Linked DNA regions of Sus scrofa: all the other regions are linked to region 1. The links are chromatin contacts, called in public Hi-C maps. All regions are on one chromosome and are shown on one strand. The core of a region is the stretch at or near the end of the contact, and the rest is flanking DNA. Distances in the headings are between cores, read along the strand shown. Region 1 holds the start of RHOU (rho-related GTP-binding protein RhoU). Region 2 overlaps LOC102163174 (a long non-coding RNA gene). Region 3 overlaps LOC102163174 (a long non-coding RNA gene).

The links. A called contact is a pair of places that touch in the nucleus more often than the background predicts.
Region 2: a Hi-C map of liver shows a contact between it and region 1, with 3 times the contacts expected there. The contact joins the enhancer-like site here to the promoter of RHOU in region 1. A contact is called at or near these places in 2 of 5 promoter capture datasets (fetal skeletal muscle and liver), 25 of 47 Hi-C or Micro-C datasets (adipose tissue, alveolar macrophages, brain and 14 more) and 1 of 2 datasets of contacts at active chromatin or transcription factors (skeletal muscle).
Region 3: a contact with region 1 is called in a Hi-C map of embryonic fibroblasts, with 2.6 times the contacts expected there. The contact joins the enhancer-like site here to the promoter of RHOU in region 1. A contact is called at or near these places in 11 of 47 Hi-C or Micro-C datasets (adipose tissue, brain, embryonic fibroblasts and 4 more) and 1 of 2 datasets of contacts at active chromatin or transcription factors (skeletal muscle).

What each region holds. Positions count from the first base shown.
Region 1 is chr14:60,676,228-60,678,949 of Sscrofa11.1, reverse strand. It overlaps RHOU (rho-related GTP-binding protein RhoU), which reads left to right and starts at 1,368. Exons shown (of 3, transcript XM_021072737.1): 1 at 1,368-1,629. The coding sequence starts at 1,368.
Region 2 is chr14:60,554,982-60,557,703 of Sscrofa11.1, reverse strand. All of the region lies in intron 2 of LOC102163174 (a long non-coding RNA gene), which reads right to left. Among named protein-coding and RNA genes, the nearest start is that of RAB4A, 28 kb to the right of the region's middle. Within about 2 kb of position 1,358, at least 31 of the 83 cell types and tissues checked have an H3K27ac peak or open chromatin away from gene starts, as enhancers often do. A contact at or near this core is called in adipose tissue, brain, fetal liver and 1 more, where this site is marked.
Region 3 is chr14:60,572,059-60,574,780 of Sscrofa11.1, reverse strand. The region is part of intron 2 of LOC102163174 (a long non-coding RNA gene); the gene reads right to left. Among named protein-coding and RNA genes, the nearest start is that of RAB4A, 45 kb to the right of the region's middle. Within about 2 kb of position 1,345, at least 16 of the 83 cell types and tissues checked have an H3K27ac peak or open chromatin away from gene starts, as enhancers often do. A contact at or near this core is called in embryonic fibroblasts, where this site is marked.

The DNA of each region.
Region 1 (2,722 bases), core at 119-2,618:
CCAAGGCCCTGGAGACGTTCTGTGCAAATGGAAGCCTGGATTCAAGCGTGTAGCATCTTGATAGACTCACCTCTGCATTCCACCTACCGCCAAACTTTCAAGTCTGAGTTTATCACTCTGGCTTATTTTAGCTTCCTGGAGCTAGACCCTGAATCCTGACACCACCACTTCCTCGTTTGTAGACCTTGGGCATTTTATTTGATATCTCTGTGCCTCGGATTTTCTTATCCTCTACCCTTAAAATGGCTATCAGTAATGATAAAATGAAAGGAATTAATTCATGCAGAATGCTTACCAGTGTCTGGCATATAAAAAAGGCTCAATGTTTATTAGCTATTGTAATTTTTATTATTGGTTTCGCTATTCATGTTAAAAGTACGTGCCTCTTCTCACACCCCACTGTCAACCCGACGGAGCCTTTGCGGCCCGACTAGGCCCAGAAAGGCTGCCCTGTCTTTCCCCACAGACTGCTGCCTAAATGTAGGAGGAAGCCAGAGAACAAGTCAGAGAAAAATGAAAATTTCCCCCAGGTAATATTAATGTCACCAAATTATACTGAAGCAAATGAAGGAACTGGGGCTCTAAAGAAATCTCTTGGTTCATGGCGTGCCAAAGAGCAGGTCCAACAAGCATTAACAATGGACTTGGCCTTCTTTTGCTCCCAGATGATATAAGAATAGATATAAGAATACATTAGACGAAGAAAAATCACACGCTGGGCTGCAGCGAGACCTTACGATAAGAGTTGCCTGTTAGCCTCGTTCAGACGATACGTCCCCAAGACCCTCACAGCTAGCTTGGAGGCCCGGACTGGGCGGGGAGGAGGGGGCAAGGGCCACGGGGCCAGGAGGAGCTCGGGTCGCCAGCCGCGTGGCCGAAGGAAGCGGCAACGAGCGGGCCGCTCCGCGGTGGCGTCAGTTCCGTGCGTCTGGAGAAGCAGCTCTCGGCCGGTACTCCCGTCCGCGCCGCCCCCAGCGGGTGTCCGGGTCCTCACCGCGGGTGCCACGGGCCCTCGGCCTGAGGCTGCAGCCCCGCCCCCGCACGCTCGGCTCCCGCACGGGTGCAGGGGCCGGGCGCGCAGGCTGGGGGCGCTGTGGGCCCGGCGCGGGGACCGAGTGGCCGGCGGCCCCGCCTCCTCCCTTGGCGCCCGCCCCCGCGCGCAGTGTCGCCAGGCAGCCGGGAGGAGACATCGCGCCCGGGCTCCGCGCCGCTCGGCCCGCAGTCCTCGGCCGCGGAGCGGAGCCGGCGCCGCCCGAGTCCCAGCCCCGCAGCGACCCGCCCGGCCGCCTTTGTCTGGAGCCGCGCGGCCCGGAGCTGCGGCTCTCGCTCCAGTCGGTGACAGCTCCTCCGGCGGCGGGAGCGGGCCGATGCCCCCGCAGCAGGGGGACCCAGCGTTCCCGGGCCGCTGCGAAGCGCCGCCCGTGCCGCCCCGCCGGGAGCGCGGGGGGCGCGGGGCGCGCGGGCCCGGGGTGCCGGGGGGCCGAGGGCGCCCGGGCGGCAGCGAGGGGCGCGGCGTCAAGTGCGTGCTGGTCGGCGACGGCGCGGTGGGCAAGACGAGTCTGGTGGTGAGCTACACCACCAACGGCTACCCCACCGAGTACATCCCTACCGCCTTTGACAACTTCTCGGGTGAGCGGGGCGGGGGGGCATGGGCGGCGCGGGGCCGGCCCAGAGAGGAAGCGGACGATTCCCGAGCTTCGGTGCCGGGACCGCGCGGGGCAAACGGCGGGACCGCGGGGAAGCCGGAACCCGAACCCGGAGCCCGAACCCGGGCACGAGGACTGGAGGGCGCCTCGCCATTTAGGAGCAGAAGGCGGGACCTCACAGGTCGCGCCCAGGTGGCCTGGTCAGTTTCCTGCGGCTAGAAGTTGCGTCAGGTCGATGTTGCTGGCGCTGCTGCAGTTTCGATCAGAAGGTGACGCGCAGGTGCCATTACCTGTGGCCCTGAGGGTCCATCCTTTTCTGTCAGTGGCTCCCTTACCAGGCAGCGTCGTCACTTTAAAGAGCAGCGGAGACGAAGGAAGAGAATGGATTTGGTGGAAATGGCACTAGGGGTCCTGGAAAGGCTGAGGTTTGGATTAAAGCTGGAGAGTAAACATTTCTCTCCTCAGAACCTCACCCCCACTTCCCTCGCTTCCACCTCCCCGCTTGACTGTGTTTCTGACTATTGGTATCTTTTCGCTATCTAATTAGGCTGCTCGCTTCTCTGTACAGGATGCTATGATACTTGGTTTGGTATCTACGAAGATAAAGGAATCCTTAACACTGGTTTTTCAAGTCTTTATGAAATTTAAGAAAAAGTTAAAATCTACAGACACCAGTCTGAAACACTTTCTCTTGCTCTTAAAAGTTTCCTGATGTTTTAGAAAGTCACAGTGGCAAGGTCTTGCTTTCATCCACCTGGAAGTTCCCCTAAGTAAAAACAGTGCTGTGCTGGTGGGTTTCCCACCTAAATGATATTGTGCTTTTTTTTTTTTTTCTTTCTTTTTTCCCTCCCAACTGACTGGTATAAACATTTATATAAACAATTTAGAAAGTTGCATTGAAAGGAAGCTGAGTGCTTCACTCACATAAAGACCTCAGAGCAGTATCCTGATGCAGGCCCCTCCCCAGTCACCTCTTCCCAGTGGAAAGGTGGCCATGGCTTTCTTTCCTTTTCTCTCTTAATCCTCTCTTTGAGCTGACATGAAGAGATAAGCAGAGGCCTCTTATAAACAGGACA
Region 2 (2,722 bases), core at 109-2,608, 120 kb after region 1:
GCACACTCAAGAGGAAAAAGGGGAACAGTTCAAATGAGAGTTGTCCCTAAGATGTGAATGACCTTTCAGATTGAAAAGTCTCAAAGGCAAGTAGACTGTGTTCCCACGGTCTGAATTCAAAACACAAAAGACCAGAAATGAGATCTGATCCTTGACTAAAAATAAAACAACAGTAAAAAAACATACAGAGATGGACAGGAAATGTTAACGGAAAGAGTATTTGCACCTTTTCTTGTGCCAGGCACTGTTCCAGAGCTCTGCACTATCTGATTTACCCATCATCATGCTCCTAAAGATGACATAATTATTAGTCAATTTAGCAGATGCTGGAGGTGGGGCACAGGGGTGGGGAGTAACTTGCAAGAGGCCACATCACCAGAAAGGCACAGACAGAAGAGAAACAGCCAGCAAGGGCCATGGGGACAGAGCAACTGCTTAGGGAACAGATTCTCTGGGTGTGCAGAGACATGACCCCACCCTGAATATGCAGGGACACGACCCTATCCTGAGTGTGCAGGGATGGGGACCTCACCCTGAGTATGCAGGGATATGACCTCACCCTGAGTGTGCAGGGACAGGGACCCCACCCTGGGCATGCAAGGACAGGGATGCTAGAGTGGCAGGTGCTTTTATGTCTACTGCTCCTTTCTATTCTTCTTCCCTTTGTGACTGAAAACCAACCAACCAAGGAAGTGTTTGTGGGTCCACAGTGAGGTGACCCCTGTCCCCATGGCAGAGAGGAAGCACCACCCAACCTCCTGGAAGGGATCCTACCCCTGCACCGGGGCACCCGAGGTGACTTTACTGCACTCAGGTCCCTCTGGGCATTTGTACCGAGATGTAGAGACATCTGAATCTCCCTCACAGATCTGAGTCTCTGCCAGGTCTTCTTTGCCATCTTGTTTTCTAAAAGAAACGAGGTTGTCCTTACCTGCCCAGCAGGAGAAGTAAATGAGCTCAGGGACAAAGTTCACCCTGGCTGAGCCTGTGTGACGCCTGACTCTTCCATAAAACACAAATCTGCTGGCGCAAGGAACAGAAGAGGACAAAGAGCAGTCACGTCATGGGCTCCTGGCGTCAGCTTTTAGGCGGAGGAGCAGGTGAACCAGGTGGAGGCCAGAGGCCAGGCAAGGAACACAATTAAACCTTGAAACCGACAGTACCCGGGGACCCTCTCCTCCACTCTCAGGGGCAGGACCCAGGGTGACCTTCTGATGTGTCCCCATATCATGCCAGGGCACAGCAGAGATTTGGCAGCTGGCCATAGCACAGCCGTGCCAGGGACAGGCTAGGAACAAAGCACAAAGGAGAAGGAAGGAACAAACCAGTCTTGTCCCCTGTTCAGAGGGCGCCTTTGTGTTTATCCAACACAACAGGATCGTTGCATTAAAGACTCAGCACTACCATCAAAGTCAAACCTCCCAGTCCAGGACCTGGGCGACAGGCTGGGCCAGCCCCGCACCCCCATCGCCGCCCCTGGTCCTGTGGCAGGAAGAAGCCCACTGCCAGGAGCTGCAGGAGGGCGAGTGGCCTGGGCAGTGCCCACCCACTCGAGCAATCAGCGCCTGCCCCTGGTGTAAGCAGAGTGGGCCTCCGGAAACCAGCTGGAAGGGAATTTTGAGGCTGAGCTGTCACTGATTTATGGGGGTCTTTCAGGGCCAGAATGACACCATCCACCCTCAACCTACCTCCTGCTAACTTAGATTCTCAGGGCTTTAAATCATGGTGACAGCCCTGCAGGCACTCAGTGGAGGAGGGGGGACATTTCCCAGGCCAGCACAGGGAGTAGGGGTGGGGCTGGGGAGGGGGGCTGCTCTATGCTCCCCTCCCCCAGTGCTCCAAACCACAACCCACTCCTTCCTCTCAGGCCTCTGCTCAGCAGGGGAGTTCCCTGGTGTCACAGTGGGTTAGGGATCCAGGGTTATCACCCCTGTGGCTTGGGTTGCTGCTTTGGCACAGGTTCCAACCCTGGCCTAGGAACTCACACATGCATGGGTGCGACCAAAAAAAAAAAATTAGCAGAGCAAGGACTCTCTTTTCACTGATTATAAGCTTCCTCAACTGAAAAAAAATTACAGAACCTAGAAAAAAATGATTGACATGACAACTCATACTTAACCTCATATTATTGCTAAGCTTCAAAGCAAACACCTGCCACTGTTGATAGAGTATTTGTTAAAGCATTGGAATGGCTAAGTACTTTTTTTTTTTTTTTTGTCTTTTTAGGGCTACATCCTTGGCATATGGAAGTTCCCAGGCTAGGGGCCAAATTGGAGCTGCAGCTGCCAGCCTTTGCCACAGCCACAGCAATGCCAGATCCAAGCCATGCCTACAACTTACACCACAGCTCATGGCAACACCGGATCCTTAACCTACTGAGTGGGGCCAGAGATCAACCCAAAACCTCATGGATGCAAGTCAGGTCTGTTACCACTGAGCCACAATGGGAGCTCCAAGTACTTTTTAAAAAACAAACTACCACACCACTTAAATCTTGTCTGGCCAGAGGAATTTCCGACCGCCTAAGGCAACTGAGTGTCCATTATTTCCACCCCACCTTTCAATGCCAGACCAAACCTTTTAAGTCTCCTGCCTCTTGCAAAAAAGAAATGAAAACCACAGCACACTGGAAAGACTTTATTTTGAGGGCCCCACAGTAGCTCGCTCTCCACATGGGAGCTAAAGTCAAGAGCACAAAAAAGCAAGACAGGTAGAAGGAGAA
Region 3 (2,722 bases), core at 96-2,595, 100 kb after region 1:
CTTCTGCTGTACCTTCCACCATCTCCTCTCACCTGCCTCCTAGATCCCTACACTGACTGTAAGTCAGAGAAGCCCAGGACAACAGAGCTCGCAAAGGGAGACTGGCTTGGCTGGTGACGGTCAAGGGGGCTGCAGCGGCTCCTGGGCATAGTTGTGATCACAGCAGAAGGAAAAGGAATCCATTCTTCTCTCTGGAAGGCTCAGAACTTCACTAAAGCTGTAAACTTTGGTATCCCACCATCACCCCATCCCTGTCCTTGGACCAACAGCTGGCAAATCTTAAGAACACGTCACAACTTGCCCAGGTTCAAGGCAAAAGCGGATGTTCCTCAGAAATGCCTGGCTCCCAGCCTCCCCACCTCTACCCTCACTTCTCTGCTGTCAAACTCCTTTGAGTTGTTTCAGTTCAAAATGTGAGGATTCCTAGTGTCGGCCAGGCTGGAGGGCAGCAGGTGACCAGCACTGAGACCCCCACTGCCCACAGTGATGCTCAAATCCTTGAATTAATTAAGTCAATTTAGCACGGACTCCGCACCTCAGCACAAACATTAGTTTCTACCCTAAGTGGAGCTCAAACCCAGGAAATACCTAAATATGTTCTCCTGCCCAGCATGGCACATGAATCACTTCCATCATGGAAAAAAAAACAGGCAGGAAAACAACAGTGCGTTGAAACTAGTTATACAACAGGGCCCGCCTGGTCCAAATCCTGGCACTCAGCTAACATGGGACAGCCAGTGGCCTGGTGGAGCTTGATTGCTTATGAGATGAAGAGGCATCATCCATTCCGTTCTCTGTGTGTCTCCCCACCAAATTTCTTTCTCCCGCCACCCCACCCCCCGCCAACCCCGGCCGCATGGGCTGGGGCCCAGGAAGTGAGACACTGCCTCCAGCATCATGCGGCAAAAGCAAAGAACATCTTTGCTGGATGTGGGCTCCTCCTGACCGCCTGGTGCCAGCACCCACATTACCCAAGCTCGGCCCTCAGGACCCCTGGGGTCCCTCCTCACCTCACCTCCTCCCACAGCTGCTCCACTGCCCATGGTCCCTCCCTCCTTCTCTCCTGTGTCTGCCTTGCTTCTTTCACCTGATCAGTAACTCCTCTTTCTAGAGCTCAGATCCAGTCACCATTATCCCACAACAAAAATCCCTCTTTGGCCAATAAAATGTGATGGAAACACTGCATGTCACTCCTGAGCAGAAGCCCCAGGGGCTCACATGGCCGGCCAGGTTCCCAGGCTGCTTCGTGAGCCCTGGTCCCAGTGCGGAGGCCCTGAGACACTGATGTCAGAGCTCCACTCAGCACCAAGGCATCAGGGCACAGCTGCGCTTGGCTCTGGGGAAGCCTCCGCGTCCAGGAGCTTGCTTCCCGCAGCCTGAAGGCATCTGCACTGAGTGATCAGGAGGTGGGAACAGCCCTGGGTGGTTCCTTTAGAGCTTCCTCAAGCTCACAGCTAGTGCCTGTGCTGATACCATATAATGAGGATTTCGACTGGCCTTTGTCCCAGGTTCCTGGGAGGGAGACTACGTTAAATCCTCAGTATTTCCCAAGTAATAGGAATGTCTTCATTATTCATGCTCCCTGGCCCCGCCTGAGTTTATGCTAACATTAGCTAAGGAGGAGGCTCTCAGGGCCCCCTAGGTAGTTTCAGGATGGGCTGGTCCTGCTGAAAGACCAACGCTGTGATTGATCAGAGGGTTGGGGCTTGAGCTGCTGACATCAGCCCTACCAACCTCCAGGGAGGGTGGAGCCTGGATAAGGACTCCAGTCACATGGCCACTGATTCAGCCCATCCTGCCCTCCTAGGGCAACTCACACTGAAGCTGGCAGGCTTCCTAGCTGGCAAACACATCTATGTGCTGGAAAGGTGCTGTGCCTCTCAGCAGGGTGGAGGGTTCCTTCAGAGCCCACCCAATGAACCTATGCACTAGGCTGCTTCTGACTGTGTCCTTTTTTTTTTAATTTTTTTTATTTATTTATTTTTGCTTTATAGGGCCACACCTGCGGCATATGGAGGTTCCCAGGCTAAGGGTCAAATTAGCTGTCAGCCTACACCACAGCCACAAAAACACAGAATCTGCAAACTACACCGGCAACACCGGATCCTTAACCCACTAAACGAGGCCAGGATGGAACCTGCAATCTCATGGTTCCTAGCTGGATTCGTTTCCACTGCGCCACAAAGGGAACTCCTGACTGTGACCTTTATAATAAAACAGAAGTTATGGCACATTCCAGAGCTCTTTAAATCATCCTAGTGAATTATGAAGCCTGAGGGGATCACGGGAACCTCCTAGGTTTGTGTCTGGGCAGTCTTATTGGGTACCATGCCTTTTAATGTGTGGGTCTGCTCTCACCCCGGGTGGCTGGTGCCAGAACACAGCCATGGGTGGCAGGATTGATATAAAAATAAGTCAGGTGGCGAGGTCCAGCAGGGGGGCAGCCTGGGGATGAAGAGGTGGAGACAGAAAGCTCTGCAGACACAGGGGTATCTCTGGTGAAGACCCAGGCCCCTTCACTCTCTCGCAATCCCATATCCTTGCAGCCAGATGAGAACCTGTTTTTCCAGGAGGCTGGGCTCAGCCTGGCATCAGCGACTGTCTCAGCAAAAGCCATAAAATGTCTTACCGCCTCTCTACCACCCCGGAGTGTGGTGTGGCCCTGCAGGGATGGTGAGAAGAGGCTTCCCCTCACTCCAGTTCTGCCTGCACCTTATTCTGA